Linked DNA regions of Ovis aries: region 2 is linked to region 1. Evidence: chromatin contacts called from public Hi-C data. All regions are on one chromosome and are shown on one strand. The core of a region is the stretch at or near the end of the contact, and the rest is flanking DNA. Distances in the headings are between cores, read along the strand shown. Region 1 overlaps PPM1H (protein phosphatase, Mg2+/Mn2+ dependent 1H). Region 2 overlaps PPM1H (protein phosphatase, Mg2+/Mn2+ dependent 1H).

Region 1 (6,395 bases), core at 3,759-6,258:
ATAATAATAATAATCAGAGTCTCTTGTGATGTAAACCGTGATACGAAAAGCACCTATGATGCAGAATAAACTTGTTTATCTGAATCCTGGAGGAATTGTTTGCTGTGGGCGACTCTTTCACGTGGACTTTGTATCTTTTGGATGGGAGCAGTGATTTAGTTTCTCAAGCATCGTTCACACTCCAGTTCACGTACAAAAGTTGTCTTTAGACTTTAGGTATTCAAACAGATATTGATCCTGGATGTGAAAGGATGGTTTCTGTAACTAGAGCAGTTCTTCCCACTGTATTAAAATTAGTTGTGTTGGGTGTGGACTTTATATATCTGTTTCTGTATTAATTTGATGAAATATGTATCTATCATAGTATCAACTTTATATCATTTATTTACGTGCAAATAAATTGAATAAGCCTACTCACAAACTCCTTTTGAGTAGGGCTGTTGGTTCTGTTTTGATGCATTCTTTAGAGGTTCAAGCTTCTGACATCGGAATGTTTTCTTTCTCCTCTTTCACTTTCTTATGACTGTCTTTCCCCGCTAACCTCCGTTCCCTCCTCCTCACCACTCTCCAGCTTCCCACCATTCCTGCTTGGGTTCAGATAGCCATTTGTTCTTGTCAATTGACTGCATTTCATTGGACACGTGGGTTCCTGCTTAATTATTATCTCAGTGAGCATTTATTCTCATTGTAAGCTTTTCATTTATGAATTGTGGAATACATCTCTCATATTCAGGCAGAAGTAACAATTTGGAAACTCAGGCATTTTATAATAGATTTCTTTTTTTGCCCATTTAATAGATATTTATTAAATTACCTTCTACTTGGTCCGATATAGGTGTTGAGGGTCTTGCGAAGAGGGAGAAAGATTTCTGCTCTCCATCATGGGATCTAGGCTGTGGGGAACATCCAGATGGTCTGCTAAGCCCCTCACCCACTCCATCTAATTTAATCCTGATGTCAGCCCTTTAAGCTAATTTATACGGAGTTTGTAAATAAGTTCTAAAAATCCAGTATGGTCTTTGAAGGTGGTCTGCATGCTTGACCCATCTGTGGCTCTTGATGCTGTCATTCACTCAGCCCCTAACTTTTCTTCACTTGCTTGTAAACCATCACGTCCCCTATACACTCATCCTTACCCCTCCCATGGTTCCTCAGCCTTCCCCCCATGCTCCCCTCAACCCTGTCCTTAGTTCATTCCCAGGATATTAGGTTCTCCCAGGGCCCCTCTTTGTACTTTTTCTCTCCTTAGATTTTGACCAACACTCTGTCCTTAATCTGTTGGCAGAGCTCAGGCTCTTCCCCTGTTTCTGGTTTCTCGCTGGTGATTTATCTAACTGTTATTGCCACCTCCGGCCTCTGGAGCAGAGCAGTTGCTGATAAATGCTGGGTTACTGAATTATCTCCCCCCTTTCCATCAGGAGACTGGCGGCAGCAGCTGAGTTCTAATCCTGGGGGTTCCTGGGAATCACAGAAGGACTCTGACATTCGGTCAGCCCCCAGCACCCTCAGAGTCAGCCAGGGCACTGTTCCCTGCTCTTCTGTGCCCATCCTCCTTCCCTCTCCCTTGCCCTGACAGTAGGTGACGTGACGATGGGAGCTTTGGGCATTATTTTAGCTAGTGTCCCGTTTATTTTCCTAATTCAACTCACATTTTTTCTGAAGTCATGGAACACTGGCTTCTGTCACTGACACGGAATTTCACAAAGCCGTCTGTCTTGAGGATGATGCCTGTCTGTCGATAGAAGTGTGGTTCTATTTTTATTTTTCTTGGGGAGACCTCTTTAAGTGGCAGGTAATAAATACTCGACTTTAGAGGAGAACCTGATTAGAATCCAAACTACAGCGGCAGGTTGTCTGCATCTGAACAGTGAGGTTAATAATATGGCTGTGAGGACGAGATGAGATTCTATTTGTAAAACAGAGGAGGTGCTCACTGAATGTTGCCTGTAACTGTTCGAGTATGTCCCTCTTGTGAATCAGTGGCCTTAGGAAGAAAAAGTCAGATGAGAGTTCAGAAGCTTCTCCCTTTGATCAGTAAGATGGGGGTGGACTCCTACTGGAGTTGAGTTGAGGACATAGTCCTTCAAGTCACCTCTTTTATCCGGCTGTAAAGGAAATTATTTCTTGGAGACTTTGGGCTTGAAAGTATTGATCAGATCCAAGCACTCGGTGTTATTAGCCTCTCTAATCTATTTTCCACATGGCAGCTCAAGCTGTCCATACAAAAACTAAATTTTCCATAAGCCACAATATGTATTGAATATGATTGGTTTGATTCTTCTCCTTTTTGTCTGATTATATCTGTTTGCCTTCCCTTGTTTCCTGTCTGTGGTCTGCAGATGGCCTGGGAGGCGACTGTCTGGTGCCAGTGTCCTCTCCAGAAGTGCTCATCAAGTGGTAGAAAAGCCAGTACCAAAGATTTTCCTCTCCCTTCTTTGAAGCACATTCAGATTCTTAGGGCTGCCGTCAGGGAGTGAGGCTAAGAAAGCCTTTGATCCTGTACAATCCCACCTGTCCAGTTCCTGTATGAACCCGCCAGGCTCTCCTATCCATGGAATTCTCCAGGCAAGAATAGTAGAGTGGGTAGCCATTCCCTTCTCCAGGGGATCTTCCTGACCCGGCGATAGAACCCACGTCTCCTGCATTGCAGGCAGATTCTTTACCATCTGAGCCACAAGGGAAGCCGTGTACAATCCAGCGCTGACTCTGTTTTCTTCTCTAGGACCTACAAATTGAGCGAGAGAGGAGTTCGTACAATATATCTGGTGGCTGCACAGCACTCATTGTGGTCTGCCTTCTGGGGAAGCTGTACGTGGCCAACGCTGGGGACAGCAGGTAAGCAGATGAGCCTTCTGGTCTTTCTAAAGTCGAATGCCTTCCTTTAGTTTTTTTATCTTAAAAAAAAAAACAACGAAATGATTAGAAATAAAGCGATTCTGTTTGGGATTCGATATTGAGAAAGATAAGCCTTCTACATCTGGATAAAAATATATTTAAGAAGATTTGTCAGGCTGGTATGAAAAGGTGCAGGTTGCCTTCTCCTTAGTTGCCTGTAGCGCGGTATACACGCACACACACACGCACGCACACGCGCGCGCACACACACACACACACACACACACGCTTGTGATTAACCTAAACTGGTAGTATCCAATTGTTTTTTGACTTTAGAACCTGATTTTCAATGAAAGCTTAGCAAAGGCTTTCATTTGCTAGGAGGAAGGAGAGGGATTTGAATGAAGTGGGTGTTTGGAAGGGACCCAGGAGGACTTCCCGGCTAGTTCCTCTTTGGCTTGGTGACTTTGCCTTGTCCCTTCCCAGAAGCCGGGGAGTTCCTCCTTTTATGCATGTGCCCCTACGGGCTGCCTTTTCCTCGCCTCTGGGTTCATCTGAGAGGAATTTGGGCCAACAGAAGATGACTTAACCCTTACTGTATCCAGTGTTACCAGCAATTAGATAGACTCGTCTTTTTGTTTGATATTATTAATCTTTTATTTTTGACTCTGCTGGGTGTCTGCTGGGACGCAGGCTTTTCTCTAGCTGCGCCGGGTTGGGGCTGCTCTCTCGCGGCAGCGTGCGGGCTTCTCTTGCTGCGGAGCACAGACTCTACGGGACGCGGGCTCAGAAGCTCCTGCTCCACGGCTCTGGGGCACAGGCTCGAGAGTTGTGGCGCACAGGTTTAGTTGCTCCGAGGCATGTGGAATCTTCCCGGTTCAAGGATCAAACTCATCTCTCCTGCACTGGCAGGCGGACTCTTCGTCACTGAGCCAGCAGGGAAGCCCTGGACTCATGTTCTAACCACCACTTAGAAAGCATCTGTGTTTATTGACTTGGCCGTGCCGGGTCTTAGTTGCAGCATGTGGGATCTTACTCCCCTGAACAGGGATCATTATCTGGACCCCCTGCATTGGAAACGCAAAGTCTTAGCCACTGGACCACCAGGGGAGCCCCCTAATCTTCTTTTAAATAACTGGTATGTGCTCACTTTAGGTTCAGCAACATCGGTTATTTAGTCTATACTAAATTATAGACCCTGTGAAAAGCCCTCTAATATGTATTACACACGTCCGCCCCCTTAAGTAACAAAATATGTTGGCTTTCTAGTAGGACTTTTTGCTAAAGGCTGACTCCTGATTCTGAAAGCAGTCAAAGGCCTGGACGCTAATCATGAGTCCTGAGACGATGGGTGATTTCCCCACTCGGGCTGTGGTCTAAGGATGCTGTCTTTCCTCCAGCCCCTTCCTCTGGGCCACTTGCCTCTTCTCAGCTTTGCTGCTTGGTCTGGCTCTCCTTGAGATCAGTCTCCACCCCTCGCCTTCCCTGTTTCCATCAGGTTGTAGGGAAGACAGCCTCCTTCAGGCAATCAAGGAATTCCAGGAGATTACCAGAATTCCAGGAATTCCAGAGCAGGAGAGCCTGAGGGCGTCTCCGGTCACCCTAGTTAAGCATCTTCACCCAGTCTTCCCACTGAAGATTGTGGAGACCAAAGGAGAGTGACCTGCCAAGACAGCAGTTTGGGGGATTTGAACATTGATGTTTTTTGAAGATCTGTTTATGTTTAAGGCTTATGTGAATTTCTTTTCTGCTCCGTAAGATATCTCAGTTTCAATGTAAAATTTTTCCAGGTAAATGGAAGTGAATATAAGATGCCATGTTCATCTCACGGCTTCTATTCCCTAAGTGGTCCTAGGAGGAGATAGACTTCAACTCATGTGGATCAACTGACTGAAGGAGAGGAAGGGGACCGGCTAGGAGCATTTCAGCTCAGGAAGGCATTGACCCCGCTGGACCTACAGGGTCCAGGGAAGAAATGCTACAGTGGAGCTGGGAGAGGGGCCGCTGATGAAGGCCCCTGGGCAGGGGCCGCAGGAAAGAGTGAGAGGAAGCCCCTGACTTTCTCCTTCTTCCTGTCCCCTTTCTCCTGCCAGGGCCTCCCGTTGGATGAGCCCAACTGGAAGCCACGTGACAAGGGGCCCAGGGAACTCGGGTCAGAGAGCTTAGTCAGCCAGGGCACAGACACAGGCGGGAGCCACAGCTCCAGGGTGGGGGCGAGTGGAAAATCACCAGTGCATCTCCTGCTCTTCTTTGCCTTCCCCAGGGCTGGAGTATCTTAAAAATAGGAATCCTCATCTCTGGGGCCTTTTAAGATGCACACGAAGGAGCTGGCGCTGAGCCCTTATTCTGTTCTGGATCTTGAGCTTGTTGGAGAGAGACGGGGAGATCACGGAACGATTTCTTTCTGTTCTGAGTAAAACTGCACTGATGATTCAGCTTTTGCACTTGTATTCACCGTTTTTTGGTCTGGATTTAGTTCCGTGTTGTTAGAAATGAATTTGCCTTCCTGGCCCTTCCAGTGACGCAGGTGCTGGTGACTGAGTGCTGTGTTCCCATCCCCTCTTCCCAGGGAAGCATCTTTCATCAGCGGACCCCAGACTCGGAAGGTAACCCAGCTTCCATGCCCAGGATAGCTTTATGTTGGATTGTGCTTTTCAGAGAAGCAGGGCCTCCCCAACTCCCTGTTCTCACTTTTGAATGTAGTTTCCTTTGAAGCTCTGAACTCCTTGGTGGAGCCCCCTCCCTGAGCTCCCCACCCCACCCCACCCCCTCCCGACCAGCCAGAGCTTCAGCCCTGGTTCCCAGATGCTCCATCCTCTGTCCAGGACCAGGCAATCCCACCTCTTCCCCTGGGCTTTTGCCCCCCACTTTTAAGTGCCAGTTCCTAGACCCAGAGCTTGAGTTCCTCATCTCTAAAAATGGTGCTGTTGGACCAAATGTTGATTTCTAACACTTCTGGCATTCTCAAGATGGCACAGTGAGGAGTGGCACTTGGGGAAAGCAAAGCCCCAAAGGCTGTTTCGGTTGGTTCATCTTTCTTGGAGTCCGTTTTTTAAATTTTCAAATGACTGTTTCTAAGCGTCCATAAAAGTATGGTGTTTTACAGGTTATTCCCAATAATTTGAAAAGTTTCACAGGTACTTTTATCTGTATGAAAGCTGTAAAGCACTGACCCCCAAACACACAAATTATCTTATGAGAAAATAGCATCTTTAAAACCTAGTCAGCTTAATTACACTTGTAGTATTCTGGCCCCAGTACCCAGATATGAATTTGGAGTTCTATGGCTGATGGCTGGTTGGGTTTGCTGTTCGCTTATGGGCTGTAGGTCACATAGAACCCTAAGAGCAATATGAGTTGGTATTGCAGCCACTGTCCAAATATAGCTAATATGACACTTATTTGTGTATTTTCAGCTCTAGTATAAACAATAGATATTTGATATCATCTTACGTAGCATCATTGCCTAGTTTATTCATTTGTTATACCTGTGTTTGAGTTCACAGGTATATTCAGTTATTCCCCAGAAACAGCAACTAAGTGAGTTTTTATCAGACCTG
Region 2 (6,278 bases), core at 790-3,289, 89 kb after region 1:
TGCAAGTCTGTCGTCTACACCTGTGCTTCTGTTCCTGCCCTGTACCGTTGTTCTGGATTCCATATATATGTGTCAGTATACAAGATTTCTTTCTCTCTTTCTGGCCGTGGGAAATTTCCTTACTATGAATCTTTGAAACCAGGGAAAGGGCCCTCTTAAAAGTAGACATTTAAAAAAAAAAAAAAAAGATGAAAGAGTTGGACGTGACAAAGTGGCAACATCTTGTATTGCCTTAAAGGAAATTCGTGGAGCGAGGAGGGAGGGTGGGTCCCCTGCCGCAGGGCCACCTCCAGGAGCAAGATGTGGCTCACTGAGCCCTGTGGTTCAGCCCGGGGCGCGACTCCTTTGGAAATTACAGACAGCTGGTAGGAAAAATGAAACATGAGGTGATTGCCAATCCCACTGTGCTTTTTCCAGGAAGATCTGGGGAGGATGGGTGGGGAGAGGGGCAAGTGAGGGGAGAGCCTCTGCAGATTCTGTGAATTGCTTCATTGGGGTTCTGCCAAGCTCTTAAAAGCCACGAGGAGCAGTTGGGCTCCAGGCATGTATCTGTTCTGACCAGCCAGGCCTGGGTGATGCTTCATCTTGGGCCTCCTGGGATTCAAGCTTCTATGGAGATTTGGGTGTGGGAAGACAAAAATGGGGACCAGAGCCTGAGACACTTTGCCTACTACCGTCCTCCACCCAGACCTGCTCAGCCCCTCTGAGATGTGGGTCTGCCTGCCTAGGACTTAGTTTCTGCTCTGGGCAAAATGAGAGTTCCTGGGGCTCTTAACTCTTTCCTTGAAGAGTGCTAAGCTTCTAGCTGAGGAGGGGATGTCCTCCATTTATGATTATTTCACACCAACCTGAAGGACTCTCTTTAGATTAGCTCTGAGATATCCTTCTGAGTCTGTGCGTTTTCACTGTATGGTGGAACCATAGACCTTTCTGGATAAAGTCGCACAGGTGCCGTCCTTCCTGCTTTGGTATCTTTGTGCATGGTAAGTCGCTTTAGTCATGTCTGACTCCTTGTGACCCCATGGACTGTAGCCCTCCAGGCTCCTCTGTCCATGGGATTCTCCAGGCAAGAATACTGGAGTGGGTTGCCATGCCCTTCTCCAGAGAATCTTCCTGACCCAGGGATCAAACCTGTGTCTCCTGTCTGATGCGTTGGCTGGCGGGTTCTTCAGCACTAGCGCCACCTGGCCCCCTTGGTATCATTAGCAGCAGTATAAAAAGTATGAATTGGGGTGTGTTGGGGGCTCAGCTGGAAGCAGTATCCTTTGGGGATGTGCTCTATTCCTGCCTGTGGGAACCAGGCCTCTGTGCTGTCCATCCACGGTGATGACAGAGGCTCTGACAACCATAATAGCTACAACTTAGAGTTAAATAGCACCTTATCCTTCTTCACAAAGGACTTTCCCAGATGTATTTGCATTATTTATTTGTTTTTTATTGGAATATAATTGCTTTACAATGTTGTATTGGTTTCTGCTATACAATATAGTGAATCGGGTATATATATGCATATAACCCCTCCCTCGTGGACCTCCCTCCTCCGCCACCCCCATCCCATCCACCTATAGCGTTGCAGCGAGCTGAGCTCCCTGTGCAGTCCAGCAGCTTTCCACTAGCTGTCTATTTTAGTGTATATATGTCAGCGCTCCTGCTCATGTTCAGTCGCTCAGTCGTGTCCAGCTCTTTGCCATCCCATGGGATTTTCCCAGCAAGACTACGGAAGTGGGCTGCCATTTCCTCCTCCAACGGATCTTCCTGACACAGGGATCAAACCCAAGTCTCCTGCATTAGCAGCTGGATTCCTTACCACCGAGCCACTGGGGAAGGGGAAGCCCATATATGTCAATGCTCTTCTTTCAATGCGTCCTGCCCTCCCCTTCAGGCATATTTGCATTGAATCCTTGCAAACTTGCGTGAAGAAAGGCAGCTGAGGAAGCACATGCAGTGAGATTGCGGGACTTTCCCTCGTTCACACTGCAAGTCCACGTGAGGACTCAGCGGTGACTTCAGAACCTCTGACTCTACGCCCACAGTGGGCTCTGCCAAGCGAGGAGAATCCAGGAAGAGAGAGTCCCGGGGGAGGAGAGGCGTCCAAGGCCATGTCCAGAGGTTAGGGAGTGGAAGAATGTGACTCACTGATGTGTGTCAGTGGAGCCACAGAGTGCATGGTAGAGATGAGGCCGTCCGCGAGGGAAGAGGATCCGTCACCACCCTCAGAAAGGGTCACATTCTTCTTCAATGACTTTGAAGTCCCATGAAGGAAATGAAGACTTGGGGCAACACATGGTTTTTCTATCCGTCTTTCTAGTTAAAAGTCATGACTTAGGAGAGAAGGGAGATCGTGGGAAGTGATGTGTGTGGATGGTGCCAAAGCATGAGCTTCAGGTTCCTGGCCTGTGGGTTACGAAGTCAGAATGGGGGGCTCTGGCTGGGAATGGAGGAATCCAGCAAAGATAAGAAGAACTTTCCAATGAAGGACTTGCCTTCACCAGTAGATTTAGCCTGAGTGAATAAAGAAGAAGAAAATTGTCTTGGTAACACTGGAGAAGTACTGTAACAAACGCTATCGCTCTGGAAGTGGTGCCTAGGAATTATCAGGAGAAAGTGACAAGCAAGGGGATCATAAATGCCATTTTTTAAATAACTTTCTGACTGTCTACTGATATATATTGGTGATAAAAGGGGACATGGGTTCAAATCCTGCTCCAGAAAGATCCCACGTGCCACAGGGTAACTAAGCCCATGTGCCACAAGTACTGAGCCCACGTGCTGCAAGTACTGAGCCCACAGGCTCTAGAGCCCATGTCCTGCAACAAGAGAAGCAACTGCAGGGAGAAACCCGTGCACCGCAACTGGAGAGTAGCCCCCACCTGCCAACTAGAGAAAGCCCACACAGAAGCGTCAAAGAGCCAGCACAGCAAAAAAAAGAAAAAAAAAATTTTTTTTTAAGAGAACCTAAAATTTTAATGTAATGGGGCAAATGAAAATCCAAGGCATCACTGATAGAACTCAACCCGGAAGTTCAGCCTCAGAAGAGCTTACTGTTCAGGAAAGGTAAATGGGGAAGCCACGTCTACAGCTTATCTTTGGAGGGAAGCTCGTGTGCTAAGGCTGAGGTGACAGCCTTCATTCATGTATCCACCCGTGTCGCTAGTATCTACTTTACATCCACAATTGTGCCTTCACTGTTGTTGAGATGAGGATATTACAGTGAATAAAATAAAGTGCCTGGTGTCATGAAGCTCATGTTCTAGAGGGGGAGGCAGAATATAGACAAGCAAATTAATAAATAAGGTAGTTTCAGATTGTGCTGTGTAAGCGCCAGGAAGCGGTACATCAGGGATGGGGAGGGGGGTCTGAGGTGGGGGATGGGTGTGGGGCTGTGGACATCACACTTACAGATGAGTGACCGGACAAGGCACTCTGAGGGCTGCACGGGGGCTGGCTCTTGGAGGGTCTGGAGGAAGAATGGCCCAGGAGGGGAAAAGAACGAGGCCACTTGCTATTAAAGAAACAGCAAGTAAGCTAGTGTTCCGAGCTCCTGGCAGAGTACAGAAGATGTCAGAGCAGTGTCAGAGATCAGACCACCGAGGGCCTGCCTCATCGCTAAGTTATGTTTCAAAATAATAGAGAGCCGCGGGAGAATTTTAAGCTGAGGCATGATGACTGTGGATAAAAAGAGAAATGGTTGTGGAAGACTGGCTTACAGGCCTCTTAGCCAGTCTGAAAATACAAGCAAAGGTTTTTCTGCTAAAAATTACAGAACGGATATAGAGACATGAGATGTTCGTGCGGGAGGAGTCCTAGAATTGCCACTCATCAGAAGGGTGAAAGGCATGAATGTGGCTGCCCGGGGGAATCTCTCAAGTCCAGATGTTCAGAGAATGTGATCTCTGCAGTTCCCATGTTCAGAGCATGTATCTGAAATACTGACTCCAAGGGGCAGCACACAGCCAGGCAAGGCCAGAGCAGGAGAGGATGTGCATGTGAGTGAGCACGGGCTGGAGCGGCAACAGCAAGCCCCAGAAAGCCACAGAAAACAAGACTGGCTGCTGTTGCTTTGAATACATAAAGAACAAGAACATTCATGAGGACAGAGGAAAGCCACTGCCAGGAATAAGTAGTATTCATCGGTTTGCTCACTTCATCAAACATCTGTTGGGCGCTCATTATACACTGAGCAGTCTTTTAGGTACCAGAAACAAAAATCTCTGTCCGCATAGAACTTAAGTGGGGAGGAAAGTGCACAGGGGAGCAGTAGGAAAAATAAGATAAAGAAGCAAAATACTTAAAATGTTAGGCAGGAGATCCCTGGAGAAAAAGAAAGAGAAGGGGAATGGGAAGTTTGGGGGTAGGGAGTGATTTTTAAAGAAGATCGTTTCATTACTTGGCTTTTATTTCAAGTTTGATGGGAAAGCCATCAGAGGGTTTGAGTAGGGTAATGACGTTATCTGACATTTCAAAATAATTACTCTGGTTGCTCTGAGGATAGAGGTAAAGGACAAAACTGAACAGTTTTCAGCACCTTCACCGCCATCCCTGCAGCCATGGCACCATCGTCTCTTGCCTAGATTATTGCAGGGAGATCCTCCAAGGCAACTGCAGCGCTGCAGGCAGAAGACGGTATGACGTGAATAAACAAAGTACTCAACTCCTGCTGTGTTTCCTTCTTACTAGAGGGTCAGAGGGGAGAAGGCGATGGCACCCCACTCCAGTGTTCTTGCCTGGAAACTCCCATGGATGGAAGAGCCCGGTAGGCTGCAGTCCATGGGGTCACTCCGAGTCGGACATGACTGAGCGACTTCACTTTGATTTTTCATTCTCATGCATTGGAGAAGGAAATGGCAACCCACTCCAGTGTTCTTGCCTGGAAACTCCCATGGATGGAGGAGCCCAGTAGGCTGCAGTCCATGGGGTCACTCCGAGTCAGACATGACTGAGCGACTTCACTTTGATTTTTCACTCTCATGCACTGGAGAAGGAAATGGCAACCCACTCCAGTGTTCTTGCCCAAAGAACCCCAGGGACGGGGAAGCCTGCTGGGCTGCTGTCTATGGGGTCACACAGAGTTGGACACGACTAAAGCAACTTAGCAGCAGCAGAGTATCCAAGGGGCTTCCCAGATGGCGCTAGTGGTAAAGAACCCACTTGTCAGTGTTAGTGTAAGAGATGTGGGTTGGATCCCTGGATTGGGAAGATCCCTTGGAGGAGGCCATGGCAATGCACTCCAGTATTCTTGCCTGGAGAATCCCATGGACAAAAGAGCCTGGCAGGCTGCAGGAGATCAAGGTGATAAAGTCTAGACTGTTAGCAAGAAAGATATTTTAAACATTTGCCAAAAGTAGAAGCTGGATTCAGAAACAAGTATAGTCAGAAGGGAGTTCTTAGAAGGGTGGGACCGAGGGGGTTGACGGGCAGTGGCAGCAAGGGAGTGTCAGCAGAGGTGACTTAGCGTGCAAACATCAGGAGAGAGGATGCTCTTGACGTGGTCCAGGTGCTCATGAGGAGCAGTGAACGTCAACAGAAAGTAGGTACAAGTTGTAAAGTCAGGACTCCAGAAGTACCAACAAAACAGAGACGGTTGTTGAGAAGAACAGCAAGGGAAGGGGCGAGTAAGCTTTGTGTGAACCTGAACTGCAGTCCTTAGGAAAGCGGAAAGAGGGAAGTGTATGTCAGCAGGAGAAGAGGTGGAGAGAGAAGCTGGAAGGGTTGGGTTGGAGAGAGCGCAGTCAGCGCCTCTCTCTGGCTTAACAGTAAGACCAGGTTGAAGGGTTGGTATCTAGTGGAGGTGGTATGATCTGGGGAACAACCTGGACTTACTAGTAAGTCAACTCAGTTAGCAGTTTTCAACCGTTTGATGGCATTTCCTGGATGGCTGATCATGGCAATAGTGTACATGGATGTATTTTGACTTTTTAAGGAATTTGACAGTTTCTTCTCTTAGTCTTTGACCAAGATGGAGAAATCCTGTGTGGATAGTGGTTCAGCTGTTACATAGACGGCCTGAGAGCTCTACCCAGAGTCCAGGTTCATGAGGACTTGTCTCAGTGGATCAGTGTTTCCGCCTCCTCCTGCCATACCACCCACTAGTTTTTTAAAACCACTTTTTACAACTATTTATTTATTCGGCTGCACTGGGTCTTAGTTGTGGCACATGGGATCTTCCATCTTTGTTGCAGCATGGGGATTTTTGTTGCTGTTGTTGTGAGATCTAGTTTCCTGACCAGGGATCGAACCCGAGCCCCCTGCACTGGGAACATGGGGTCTTAGCCACTGGG

Evidence for each region. A called contact is a pair of places that touch in the nucleus more often than the background predicts.
Region 2: a Hi-C map of tail adipose tissue shows a contact between it and region 1, with 3 times the contacts expected there. The contact joins two enhancer-like sites. A contact is called at or near these places in 3 of 16 Hi-C or Micro-C datasets (skin fibroblasts and tail adipose tissue).

The regions. Positions count from the first base shown.
Region 1 is chr3:156,912,618-156,919,012 of ARS-UI_Ramb_v3.0, forward strand. PPM1H (protein phosphatase, Mg2+/Mn2+ dependent 1H) reads left to right here. Exons shown (of 11, transcript XR_003588833.2): 4 at 2,723-2,835. Among named protein-coding and RNA genes, the nearest start is that of PPM1H, 150 kb to the left of the region's middle. Within about 2 kb of position 5,009, at least 3 of the 54 cell types and tissues checked have an H3K27ac peak or open chromatin away from gene starts, as enhancers often do. A contact at or near this core is called in tail adipose tissue, where this site is marked.
Region 2 is chr3:157,004,117-157,010,394 of ARS-UI_Ramb_v3.0, forward strand. The region is part of intron 6 of PPM1H (protein phosphatase, Mg2+/Mn2+ dependent 1H); the gene reads left to right. Among named protein-coding and RNA genes, the nearest start is that of MIRLET7I, 100 kb to the right of the region's middle. Within about 2 kb of position 2,040, at least 9 of the 54 cell types and tissues checked have an H3K27ac peak or open chromatin away from gene starts, as enhancers often do. A contact at or near this core is called in tail adipose tissue, where this site is marked.